3 separate regions of the Mus musculus genome follow, and regions 2 and 3 are each linked to region 1. A link is a contact called in public HiChIP or PLAC-seq and promoter capture Hi-C data. All regions are on one chromosome and are shown on one strand. The core of a region is the stretch at or near the end of the contact, and the rest is flanking DNA. Distances in the headings are between cores, read along the strand shown. Region 1 holds the start of Mcu (mitochondrial calcium uniporter). Region 2 overlaps Micu1 (mitochondrial calcium uptake 1). Region 3 has its middle 26 kb from the start of Pla2g12b.

Region 1 (4,452 bases), core at 1,215-3,714:
CTATTATTAGCTATGACCCTTGGCTCCAATTTGCTGTCCCTACTACTGCTGAATAGGAGTGCCACAAGCTGGGCTTGTGATCGGGTTCGATGCAGACTGCCATCTGCTGCACACACGGGATGTGTCCGCTTGGCCCCAGTGCCTCCCCAGGTAGGATCAAGTGGTTTATTCCATAGTCTCCTACCACATGTGTCTCAAAACCATATCCACTTAGCGATTCCTACTCCTGGAGACTGTGGAACACAAAGACTTCCCTGGCAGACAAAGGGTTAATTTTATAAGAGAAGGGAGAGATACAAAGGCAACTGTAGTTTAGGATACAATAAAAAGAAGACCAAGAGGGCAGCAGTCTTCTCAGCTGCGCAATCTTGGCCAAGTCTTTCTCTTTTCTGGGCCTCAATTTCAGGCTTGAAATATCAAGAGTTAAATCCGTAAGAGGCATCTTTCAAACGGAATGCCACATGAAGAATCATAGAAAATCGGATGGGGGTACCTTCATGATGGCTTTAGAGCAACTGGAACAGAAATTCAGAATCTGCTTCTACGTGTTGAAACAAGCACGTTCACCTCTTTTCAAACCTTGGACTCCTAAGTTCATTTACAAGTCACCATTTCCATGACAACACTTCTGCCCTTCAAAAATAACACTTCATTTTTAATTGTGCTTTCAGTTACAGATTCAGTTCATCACTTTTACCCACCCCAGAATAGCACAGAAGAATATTGTCTGAAGTAGCTCTACAAGGAAGACACACACAGAGACCGGTGCATCTGAGGCACACATTTTCAAACACCACTTGAATACCACACCCAAACAGTATTAAGAACAAACTGCAAAATCGGAGGATGCTTCATTGGAAAACAAAGATAGCTCGGGAAATTTTCCAATAGTTCAGAGGGAAAAGACTGCCATCACATTTTGGGGGTGGCCTGTATGTCTTTCAGAGAACATAACTGGAGGCTATCATACATGCAAATCAGAATTGAACTATAGAAAAACTCGGCTCTCACCCAAAAGCTTTAGCAAAGCAATGTCAGTATGCCAAATATGAAAAAGTACAATCTTCTCACAAGAAGGAAGCTCAGGTCCATCACTACCACTAATAATAGCAATACTATCTTGTATTCTCAGCGCCTCGGTTCTTTTCATAGTGCGTTCCCACAATTTTATGCTACCACAGGTCTAGGGCTATCCTCTCTGCAAAGCTCTAGTCCTTTCCTCTTAGGAGACAGGGAAACAGAACAAGACAGATCATGATGCACGGGCTGAAGGCAGCACCTTCTCTATTGGGCCAGCTGCAGTGAGCCTTCTCATCACACTACACAAGTTCACCTTATGAAATTAAACCTACACTTGTTCTCTCAAGAGTTGGCCAGAGACCAACACATATGGGCCTCGAAAGTCCAAAGGAAGGGAACCTGCTGACCTGTTAGGTCAAGAACTCCATGCCAAGCTCAGGTACCATACCGCCAACACTACACATACACACGCCCCTGGGCTACTGACAGAATTCCTTCTTTGCCAAGCAATGAAACCCGGCAAGAACTGATTAATGGAATCACTAAATCTCTCCCTCTGTGAACAACTTGCCATGCCGCCTCTCTTGTGCCTGCTGCCCTTCCTTTGGGCACGCGTGCACAACCCTCGGAAGGGACCACCGGGATCTTTAAGAACCCGAGGGGATGGTGTTTGCCTCCTGAAGCAATGCAGCATCCACCTCGAGGAAGCAGAACACGCACAGGCAGGGGACCTGATCAGAGAAGGATAAAGTTTGATTTTCCTCCCTGCGTGTTCCTAGGGGGCCGGGAGAGGGCGAGGCAGCAGCCTCCTGGGGTCCCGGGGTGCTCTCCGGGGACAGTTCCCAGCAGCATGGCACTGCCACTCTCCTGACACACCGGCAACCGCGGCAACTCCGGACGCTCCAACCCGCCCAGAGGAGGTGAGAAGGGGACAACTTGCACCGGGCTCAGTTCGGGAGCATTGGAGCAAAGCTGTCAGAAACGACGGAAGGAGGGACCGAGCCCGGAGGCGGGTCAGGGAGAGGTTCAAGTCCCGTGCCTTCCCCGCCCTGGCGTCCCCAGTCCTGCGGGAACATCCCTGCTGTCGCCCCTCCTCCTCCTCTCCTGCCTCCCGCCCGCCCTGCCTTCTCCGCCGCCGCCGCAGGCGCTGAAGGACACGGCGGCTCGGTGGCCCGCCACCCCGGGGCGGCCGCGAGTTGAGGGAAGTCGCCGGGCGCCCCGGCCTGCCCGCGGCTCCCCACGCCGCCCCGCCCTCCCCGGAGCCGCGCTCGCTCACCGTCCGGTGCTGCTGGTGCGGCCGGTGGCGGCTGACGCCCAGCCCGGGAAAGCAGCCGGCAGTCAGCGCTCCGCAGCCGCCGGCGCCCCCGCCGCCGCCCCGGGAGCAGAGCAGCAGCAGGAGCGATCTACCTGCGGCGGCCGCCATCTCTCAACTGGAAACGGCGCTGGCCCAGGCAGCGCAGCGGACGGCAGGGGCGTGGCCAAGACCCGCCACTCAGCCTCACTAGGCCAATTGCAGTCCTGAGTCAAGCCTCTGAGGCGGGGCTTCCTGCAAAGTCCAATCAAAAGGCGGGAGAATCCCGGCTTCGGGCTGTCTGTCACTTCCAGAGTTACCTTACGGGCAAATTCTAGGGGACCGGTCTCTGGCGTTCGAGCCTCTGGGAATGGAGCAGTAAGGGATTGCCCGTTCGATTTGGCTAATCTTTACCAAGTGACTTGATAAGAGAGCTAGGGGAAATAGATACCTGTGCAGAGCTTGTTCCGAGTTGAGTTCTGAGTGTTCTAAGTTGTCTGCCTAAGCACCCAACTGGTCATTTTAAGGAGGTTGGCTACAACTCTCGACCGCATGTCTAAAGTTAGCATCCATAACAGATAGCATTTGGATGTGCCGAGACTAACCCTGAATTGTAAAGTTATCCAATGGCAGTGCTGTGTAGCATGGTATTAGGTAGAATGGTTGTAGCTTCAAACTCCCAGGATGAGTACCTGCCATTGGGCTGAATGAACAGAACGCTACACAATTGAAACATCTGATTCTTTTCCCCAGCACCCTTAGATCCGCATTCCTCTCTAAAAGCAACACTGTTCGTTACCATGTTTGACCTTGGTCTCCCTTTTAAAATAAACTACAAAAACAGAAGACGCCAGCAATGTAATAAAGCCATGTAAAGATGAACCAAGTTTCATAATTTTGCTAAGATAGCAAGTAGAACACAGTTGAGAATAACTTTTTTTTGCGGGGGGGTCGGGGATACGGGGGACTGTCATTATGTTGCCCAGCCTGACCGGCAATGCTCTATGTAGCCCAGGATGACCTCAAACTCACCTCCAACCTCACCATCCCCAGTGCTGGGGGTTATAGGTATGGACCATCACACCCAGCGTAGAATTACCCTTTTTGTTGTTGTTGTTGTTTTGTTGTAGTACTTCGGATTTTTGTTGAGATTAAGTCATACTACATCCTGAGGCTAGCCTTGAACTTATGATCGTCCTGCCTCAGCCTCCTGAGTGCTATGATCACAAGCATGAACCATCATGCCTGGCTTGGACTGACCTCACTCAACTTTCTCTTGAAAACACGACTTGCCACAGGACAAGGTTTCTCAACCGATGGGTCGCGACCCTTTGCGTCAAAAGTTTTTTTCACAAGAGTTTCCCAAGGCTATCCTAAAACACAGGTATTTACATTATGATTCAAAGCAGTGGTAAAATTACAGATATGAGATAGCAACAAAAACAGTGTTATGGTTTAAGGTCACCACAGTATGAGGAAATGTATTAAGGGGTCACAACATTAGGAGGGTTGAGAACCACTACACAAGAAACTAAGTTCCTAGCAATGGTTCGTTGAATGTGGTGTAACAAAGGAAACCTGCAGTTCCTCTACTTTCTTAGACTTCCGAGCTGTTTCTTATTAAGAGCCACTCAATTCTTTCAGCTCCTTTTTAAAATCCAAGTGGGGGAAGGTTTAGATTTTTAAAAATTCTAATAAACATCACTGTAGGCTATATAACCCTACATGAAGTTTTAAAAATTAAAATTTGTATTACTTGTTCTAATAATATTCTTTAAAGTTTGACTAGAATTTGCTTCCTTGGCCAACTTCTCAGTTAATTCTTTGGCCAGAAAAGTAAGATGGTGGGTTTCTCCTGGTGACCCCCAAAGAGCTTTAAGTTCCACAAGAGAAACCTGGGACCTGAGGAATGAGCTCCATCTCAACAGCTGAATGCAACAAGCCCCCATTTGGAATTCTTGGCATTGCTGGAACAACTTCAGTCACAACTGCCTTTTACCCATCTATAGTTACCAACACAGCATCTCAAGTATTTAGCCATACTGCACATTCCCTTCTCTCTGTCTCGCCTTTGGGTTTTAGATTGTTTTCTTCTTCTTCTTCTTCTTCTTCTTCTTCTTCTTCTTCTTCTTCTTCTTCTT
Region 2 (4,190 bases), core at 856-3,355, 180 kb after region 1:
AGATCTCACTGTACAATTCTGACTGACCTGGAACTCACTGCATAGCCCAGGCTAGCCTCAATCACCAAGATCTGCCTGCCCCTGCCTCCCCTGTGCTGGCGTCAAAGGTGTGCACCACCATGCCTGGCAACATTTAAATAAAGCAAATTTCTTCAGTCATATACAGAGGGCTGTCTTCAGGGAAACCTCAGGATTCGGATTTTGCCACTTACCTTACCACAGTAAACTTACAGATAATGGAATTTAAAGTGGAACTTTTCAGAATAGAGAAAATTAGTCATTTCAGCCTTAGGACTCTAGAATGTTATGTGTAAATATTCATGTTATCACAGCCTGAGCATCCATAATTCACATATTTGGTAATAATGGTATTTTAGATTTATAATTTACTTTTCTTTTTTGAGTTTAGAATATTTGCATATGTGTGTCTTGAGGGGGTGGAAGTTTATATTGAACTGTATATTTTAAGTCTAATATATACACTAAAGATGCTCAATTATATATATACATGTACACTAGAGATGCTACCATTTTATGTGTGCGTGTGTACACCAGAGATGCTACAGTTTTGCGTATCTATGTATATACATATATGCAGCATGCTGTGCTCTCGTAGAATTTGTATTCTAACTGGAACATTGCAGCCTGTTCCTCAGTGCAGAAGGCAGTAGGAGACCCGATCCAGCAGTTTTTGTAAGAGAATCTGTATGTTCTAGACTTAATGTCCTATGTCTAAATCCCTGGAACGCACACCAAACTGGTCTTTACCAGCATAATGACATCTGGGAATGTAAATAGTTTGGTTTCTTACCTTTATAATTACAATTTAATACAGAATGTATCCCCATAAGATGCAGTCACGGATAAAGCTCAAAGCACCAAGGTACTTAAGCAAACTTGAAAGAACAATACAGTCCATGCCGAGGGCTGAGCAGGAGGCTGGCCAACCACAGTCTAGCTGAACACTCCTAAAAACACGAGTGGGATACTCAAGACACTGGACCCTGAGCTTTATTCTAGTTAGATGTTCCTCAGAAGAGGGAGCCAGTCATTGGTTTTTCTTGAGTGGAGGAGGGGGCCCAGCCTAACATTCACTGAGTGTTGTGTAAACAGTTATGTACCCTGAATCCATTCTTTCCACATAACGACACAGCCCAGTGACTTTGGAGCCGTAGCTCTCCTCCTCAGACTTCCCTCCATCAGTGCTGTGTCTTCCCACTAGATAAAGTATCCCTTTGAGGAAGTCTCGCTAGCAGACAGAGCGCCGGCCTGGGCACTAATGAGGTAATGAGTTAGATATTCTCTCAGAGCCTGGCTACTCATTCATAAAATGGTTAAGTGAGTCAATGCTGTGTTGTGGGCTGAATCATGTCCCTCCAAGATCCATATGCTATAGCCTACTACAGTTTGGGTTGAAATGTCTCCATGGGTTAATGTTCGGGGCTTCTGGAGCTAGAGCCTGGCTGCAGACCTAGGTGCTCAGGAGCAAGCCTTGGAGGTCCCACCCACCTAAGGTTCCAGCCTAACTCCTGCCTCTGCTTCTTGGCCTGGACCATGTGAACAGACCTCACCCCATGGTTCCACTGACATTGGCTCTGCCCACTGTGCCTTCCCACCATGATGAGCTGAAATGTCTCTAAAACCACAAGCCAAAAGCTTTTCTCCCTCAAGTTGTTTCTGTCACGTTATTTAGCTGCCATAATGGAAAGGTAAGCCAAAGCCCTAACACCGCTCTCTCAGAAGATGGCTGCATTCAGATACAGTCAGATACAGTACTGGAGCAAGTAACTAGGTTCAAAGAAGGCCACTAGATGGGTATAGATCCATCTGACATTTGCCTTTATGAGAAAAAAAAAAAATGGGCACATCAAGAGACACCAGGACACACATGCACAGAGAGGCGATGATGGAGAAGCAGTCTGGGCAGCCACCCACCCACAAACCAGGCAGAGGGCCACACGTAGACCTTCCAGAACACTGACAAAATGGGTTTCTGCTGTTTAAGCCACCCAGCTACAGAATATTGTCCGGGCAGCCCTATCATACTAGCGCAGGGCTGTGTGCCCGACAGCTTCCTGCCAGCGCTGTGTCTTAGTGTCCTTACAGTGGCATCTACTGTCACTCTGCCTCAGACAAACCACAGGCAGCTGCACACAAGGCATCCCAGCTGAGAGACCAAAAGGCTGTTCGTTCACTTTGAAATCGTTTTCTGAGAAGACATCTGGAAATGGCAGCAAGCTTTGTTTTTATGAAACACTTCTAATTTCACTTTTCCAAGTTTGGGTGATTTCTCCCTTCACTGAGCATGAAATAAAATCTCATCATCACTGCTAAGAGGCAAGTGGAGATGATTAATAAATCTCAATACCTTTGCTGGGGCTTTATAATTCCATCGTTCTTCCTGTCTCTTACTAGTTTATTCCGTGCCTTGTCTCCTTTAAAACTTGAGATGGAGGAGATTTATGGTTCCATTTATCTGCTCTTTTCTGCCTTTTTCTCAGAACAGCAGTTTTGAGAATAAAGGAAGTTTGATCCATCACTCTGCATTTCCAGAAGGCTGAGAGGAGGGGACGCCTGTGAATGTTATACAAGTGGCTGCCTCTGACCCAGGCACTTTGCATATCTTAACTTTTTATTTGAGACAGGTTCTCTTGGCTAGCCTGGAACTCACAGAGACTCTGCCTCCTGAGTACTGGCATTAAAAACCATGCACCAGCTGGCCTTTCTTTCATTCTCATCAGCTCTATCAGAGTCCATGTGATAGAGGAGAGGACACACCCATATCACAGGTGGAGACACTGATACTGTCGACAGCCACAGCTGCTGTGTGGTAGTGTCTGCTCGGAGCCTGGTACCTTCACAATTCCTCTCAGACAGAGCTATTTCTGTTCCTTACATGATTGGTTCTCGGTTTGTTTTGTTCTTTTTAGCCTGTGCTATGGTTTCTATGGGACTCAACACAGTTTAGATTTTAGGGGCTGAAAAGGACCAAAGTTGTAGCATTTGGCCTTCTCCAGAAGTCCGTTTCTGGTTCCTTTGCTACCCAGGTATCACTCCCAGGACAGAGAAGACTATTCTGTTTGTTACCCAAGCCAGCTGCAGCATCATGAGAACGATCACCTGCTGAGCTCTGCCCTGTCTGAGTGCTCTTACACTCTGACAGCCTTTGTCCCATTCCTCCCCTCTCCCTTTCTCTATTTGAGAGCAACAGCAACAAAAACACAGTTTTAAAGAAGTGATGTAAGAATACAAAGTTGCTTCCTTAAAACTCTTTTTTAGGTTAAGAATTCCATCTAAGGCTGCCAGAAATGAGTGAGCAGGGTTCCTTGGAGACAGGTGCCGAGTCTAATTCCAGTTAATATATTCATTGATTTCTTGAAGACTGTAGCAAGAAAGATGTCAATCAAAATGAAAGATACTAGAGAATTCTTTGAAAGATTATGGTTAATTTTAATTTGGGGGAAAGGAACTGTCATGTCAAAGAAAGTAAAAAACTAATTTATGCAAGAATAAAGACTAACTAGAACATACAACAAAGAAATTATGAAATGAGTTGGGGGTCTGTGTGGATAGTGTATAATCAGCCAGTCACTTAATGACTGTCTTATGTTTCTGGGCAAATATATATATAGAGAGAGAGATTACCTTGTTTAATAGGGAAAAAATCCTAAAAGCAGGGCACAAAGAAATGGGCTAACTATTCACCACTATCAATAAGAATAGAGAGACCCAGCAAGTGGCTCAGAGAGTAAAGATGCTTCTGACCTGAGTCCAGCCCCAGAGCCACATATAGGTAGTGCGTAGGATCCACTAAATCCAACTTAACTCAAACACCACGTCAATGCAGACGACAAAAATTTACTGTAATCAAGCTGCTACTGATTGATCCGGGCCACAGAACAGACTTGGGAGCTGAACTGGGACCCTAGAGAGAAATTACACAGCACATTTAAAGGATGAGACCACGCAGCGAGAGGGAGCGGAGTGGGCTGTAGCATTGTCCAGTCATATTTTGACTTAAGGGGTTGAGCAAGGGAGTTTTCACCAATCAGGATAGGAGTCGGTTCCTGGGCCTGGAACATGACCTTGTTTGACCCTGCCAGCAAGATGGAGAGGTTGTCCTTGAGATGTCTGGACTGGGACAACTTTTTCCTTATAATGTAAGGGTCCATGCTTCCCCGAAGAATGAA
Region 3 (4,197 bases), core at 185-2,684, 240 kb before region 1:
TCCATGTGTTCAGAGTTGTAGAGCAAGCATACATATAATGAGAAAAGAATAGGGAGAGAGGAGGATTAGAGACCTGATATCTGACTTTTCTTCAGCTAGTAATGGAAACATTTCTACGTTGTGTGAACTAGGGGAGGTTTGCACACACTGGAGAAATGGAGGTGGGAGGATCAGAAATTCAAGGTTGTCCTGCCCCATCGTTAGGTCAAGGCTAGCCTGGGATACATGGCACCCTGTGTCCCAAGAACAAATATCTGGTGGTGACTACAATCCTATGACCAAGCCGTTGGATGAAAACTAAAATGTATAATAACTCTATAAAATATATACCTCAAGTAAGTTGGACGGTATGAAATATATGCCTCAGAGCCATTTTTTAAAAGCTAGAAAAATAACAGAAATAAATGAAATGTAAACTGGGCCGACCTCAGAGAAATTTAAAGAAGCCAAAACCTCCAGCTAAGAAAATTGCCAATATCTTTATGACAAATTGGGAAGATTATGATATTAACAAATTTCTTAAAAGAGAAATTGCTAAAATCTCAAAAACTCAGAATATCCCCATTATTGAATTAAGAAATTAAATACTTAAAAATGTTACCAAAAGGCGATACATTAAACTACCACACATAAAGAATCCACCAACCCTATACAGATGACTTCAGACGCTCCAAATTTCCCAGCATACCTTAAGAAACATCACTGATCTCTAAGCAGTCTAAGGAAGTCTAAGGGAAGAAATCGTCAGTCATGAACATAAATGCAAAATACTCTTAAATCTAACCAACTCTAACAGTATACCTAGTTCAACAAGAATATCAAAGTTGGGGCCAGTGCGATGCCTCTGTGGGTAAAGGCACTGTGGCTAAGCCTGACCACAGGAGTTCAATCCCAGGAGTTCACAGAGCAGGAGAGAGCTGACTCCCACAAATTGTACTCTGACTTCATACGCATGCTGTGGCAAACGCACGTGTAGCTCTCAAAGAAATAGATGTAATAAAACAAGCAAACAGACAGACACAAAGTCATGTTCATCTCAAAAACCTAAGATTGGTTTAAAGATCCAAATTCCACCTGAGTAATTTATCATATTAGCAAGTAAATGGAGGGGAGAAATACGTGATCATTTCAGTAGCTGCAGAGAATGAATAGGACAAATACCAGTATTGCTGATGATGTTCTTATAAGTGAGCCAAGTGTGATGACACATGATTGTGGTCCTTGGCTCAGGTAGGAAGCTTGCTCCAAGTTCAAGGCCAGCCTGTGCTGTAAAGCAAGTTTCAGGCCTGTCAGACCCTGCCTCAAATAAAACATAAATTCCCTCAACTTGACGAGTGGCTTTTCAGAGATCTTGTTCTGCTCCACTTAGCAGTAAAAGACTGGATGTTGCTTTCAGTGTGGCAACAGCTTTCCTCAGGGGTGTTTAGCATTGTGTTTGGGGTCCCAGTCAGTAAGAGAAGGAGAGGCGTACACACCCAACAGGATGCAGCTGTCCTCATAGCTGGCTTGAGCAAGTTTGTAAAACATCCCAGAGGAATCTACAGAACTCTCACAGGGGAGCTTAGCAAGAGTGCAACACACTCTACACAGAAATGAATGACAGTTTCTAAGCACAATGTATGATGGCCTCAAAAATATGTAAATTAAATTTTGCCAACACAAACAGAAGCTGAGTTCTTAAAAATGGGACTTCTGAGAAGTGTTAGAAAGGTGTGCATAAATAAAGAAGGGCCATTCTGAGGTAAGAAAATGTCCTATATCCTGGTGGCAGTACTGAGGTAGGGACATCTGTCAAGAGCAATTTATAGTGCATTCAGAATGTGTGCATTTTTGTGTAAATTGTCAGCAAGGTTTGATGAGAGTGTGTGTGTGTGAGAGAGAACAACTAGGCAGTTTAAAACAAATTAAAAATAAAATAAAAATATCAGAAACAGCCAGGCATGCTTTTAATTCCAACACTGGAGGTAGAGGCAGGTGGATCTCTTGAGTTCGAGGCCAGCCTGGTCTACAGATCGAGTTCAGAGTGCCAGTGCTACATAGTAAGACCTTGCCTTAGAAAAGAAAAAAATCCAACAAATGAAAATATCAGAAACAAGTATTGCTTGTCCTGTGACTGTAATGATGGTTAAAATATTAAGTATTTTAAACATTTGCTAATAGAATCCATATTAGACATGTTATTGTTATGAAAAAGGGTCTGGTATTTGTGTCAAAGAAGACAAAACAGAAGTCCTACAAGTGAATTAGAATCTCAAGATGACCAAGGCCGGCCTTGAACTTGCTTTATGGTGAAGGTGGACCTTGAACTCCTGATCCTGGCTGTATCTCCCGAGTGCTGAGATTATATTTCTGAACCCCTGCCCAGTGGGAATGGGAGCTCCCTGCTCAAACCAGCCGAACCTGCTCAAACCAGCCGAACCTGCCATACGTTCCTGGCGAGTATCACGTTAGACTGTGAAGCCAATTTTGAAATATTCTACTTAAGACCAGAACTAAGGTTAGGACGCACGTCAGCACTCCTTCCTGGGAATGGTTCTGAGGCTTGGTTTGACTTTTCCCAGGCACTGGGGATTAAATCCAGGACCTCAAACATGGTAAACATACCCGGCCACATTCCAGTCCTCAGGATGGTTATGGAGGAGAGCACAAATATATAAAGAGCAATACAGGAACAGTTCCGAGGGCTTCTCCTGCCCTCTCCAATTCCTTTCCAAATAGGTCGTAGGAACTGGCCTAGATTTCACCGCATAGACACCCCTAGGGGCAATGACTTGTACAAAGCTTTTGATCTTTTGGGAAGCCTCGTGGTGGTGGCATCTCAGTCTTCCAGAGCTTTTGTAGTCAGCTTGTGACATAGTCCTTAGGATCATAAATGCCTAGTGACAGTAATGGCTGGCTGGACATTTTACTTGCCATACAGTACCCAAGCTCAACATGGCCATAGGTTTTGTGACCTTATCAGGGATATTTTTGTTCTTGTTTGTTGTTTCATTTTATGTTCTGGGGCAGGTTCTTATGGATTCTAGATGCCTGTGAACTTGTGTTGTGGAGGATGGTTCGTGATCCTCTGGCCACTGCCTCCTACTGTTGCGGTTACAGATGTTTGCTATTCTGCCTGCTTCTGTGGTGCTGATGACTAGTGCATGCCGGGCAAGCACTCTTAACGGGTAAACTACACCCCCCCCCCAGTCCAAGACAGAATCATTTAAAAAACAGTTTTGAGTTTAAAAAAATTTTTTTCGTTTAATTATGCCTGTGTCCTGTGTATTTTTAAGGGGTGGAGGTGAGGTTTGTGCCTGTGAGTGCAGTGCCTAAGGTAGCCAGAAGAGGGCATCAGATCCCCCGGAGCTGGAGTTACAGATGATTGAGAGCTTCCCAGTGTAGGTGCTAGGAACTGAATTCTGGTCCTCTTGAAGAGTAACAAGTGCTCTTAACTGCTGATCCATCTCCCTGGCTCCCTAATGACTTTCAATGAATTATTATTATTACTATTATTATTATTATTAGCCTGAAATGTTACAAGAAGTTAGCACCCTTGGCCAAGAAAAATGAGAATAACTAAAGGGAAATTACTTTCTCTTTGTGTTTCATGTGACTGGACATATATAGAAAAAAATTGAGCTATGTGCCATATAAAAGTAACTGTGAGGGCTGGGGAGACAGCTGCATCACACACATCAACTCAGACACATCTGTAGCTCTGAGCTGAGGAGACAAGGACAAGACAATCCCCTGAGATTGCTGGCCAGACAGTCGTCCCCTATTGGTCCTGTCCAGATCCGGTGGCTGACTCTGTCTCAAAAGCTAAGATGGGGAGACAGAGGGAGACACCTGACTTTGACCTCTGACCTTCTGACCTTTACATACACACACACACTCAGTGCACATATACCGTACACACAAGAACCATAGTCCCAAAGTGATTACACCATCAGACTTAAAAAGTGTTAAGAAAGCTGACCTAAAAACCTGCTAGGTTGTTCAGAGCAGAGAGAACTCCTAGCTTTGGAGGGCATAGTGGTGCTGAGCAGGGTTGAGGATGCTGAGAGGCTGAGATGCTCGCTGGCTGCTAAGAAATGGACGAGGTTCAGAATGTCGACAGGCAATGGGAGCCAAAAAGTAAAGGGGCCGTCAGGGCAAGGTGGGAAGTTAGTGTGGTAAAAGAGGAGAAGAAAATGGGGAAAAGTGAAGAAACCC

The links. Promoter capture Hi-C pulls out the DNA fragments that hold promoters and counts their contacts. HiChIP or PLAC-seq counts read pairs in DNA pulled down with a chosen protein or histone mark.
Region 2: a contact with region 1 is called in an H3K27ac HiChIP or PLAC-seq map of double positive thymocytes, with 4 times the contacts expected there. The contact joins the enhancer-like site here to the promoter of Mcu in region 1. A contact is called at or near these places in 9 of 39 promoter capture datasets (the 3T3-L1 cell line, the C10 cell line, cranial neural crest and 4 more), 4 of 484 Hi-C or Micro-C datasets (adipose-derived mesenchymal stem cells, embryonic stem cells, muscle stem cells and 1 more), 10 of 115 datasets of contacts at active chromatin or transcription factors (bone marrow-derived macrophages, double positive thymocytes, embryonic forebrain and 5 more) and 3 of 9 other capture datasets (adipose tissue, liver and pancreatic islet).
Region 3: a promoter capture Hi-C map of the 3T3-L1 cell line shows a contact between it and region 1, with 5 times the contacts expected there. The contact joins the enhancer-like site here to the promoter of Mcu in region 1. A contact is called at or near these places in 7 of 39 promoter capture datasets (the 3T3-L1 cell line, 3T3-L1-derived adipocytes, embryonic stem cells and 3 more), 1 of 15 datasets of contacts at CTCF or cohesin (the NIH/3T3 cell line), 6 of 484 Hi-C or Micro-C datasets (adipose-derived mesenchymal stem cells, cerebellum, cerebral cortex and 3 more), 7 of 115 datasets of contacts at active chromatin or transcription factors (astrocytes, bone marrow-derived macrophages, embryonic forebrain and 4 more) and 1 of 9 other capture datasets (adipose tissue).

The regions. Positions count from the first base shown.
Region 1 is chr10:59,614,228-59,618,679 of GRCm38.p6, forward strand. Mcu (mitochondrial calcium uniporter) reads right to left here and starts at 2,465. Exons shown (of 8, transcript NM_001033259.4): 1 at 2,297-2,465. The coding sequence starts at 2,443.
Region 2 is chr10:59,790,871-59,795,060 of GRCm38.p6, forward strand. All of the region lies in intron 8 of Micu1 (mitochondrial calcium uptake 1), which reads left to right. Among named protein-coding and RNA genes, the nearest start is that of Gm17059, 7.3 kb to the right of the region's middle. Within about 2 kb of position 2,106, at least 36 of the 459 cell types and tissues checked have an H3K27ac peak or open chromatin away from gene starts, as enhancers often do. A contact at or near this core is called in double positive thymocytes and muscle stem cells, where this site is marked.
Region 3 is chr10:59,375,602-59,379,798 of GRCm38.p6, forward strand. No RefSeq gene overlaps it. Among named protein-coding and RNA genes, the nearest start is that of Pla2g12b, 26 kb to the right of the region's middle. Within about 2 kb of position 1,435, at least 10 of the 459 cell types and tissues checked have an H3K27ac peak or open chromatin away from gene starts, as enhancers often do.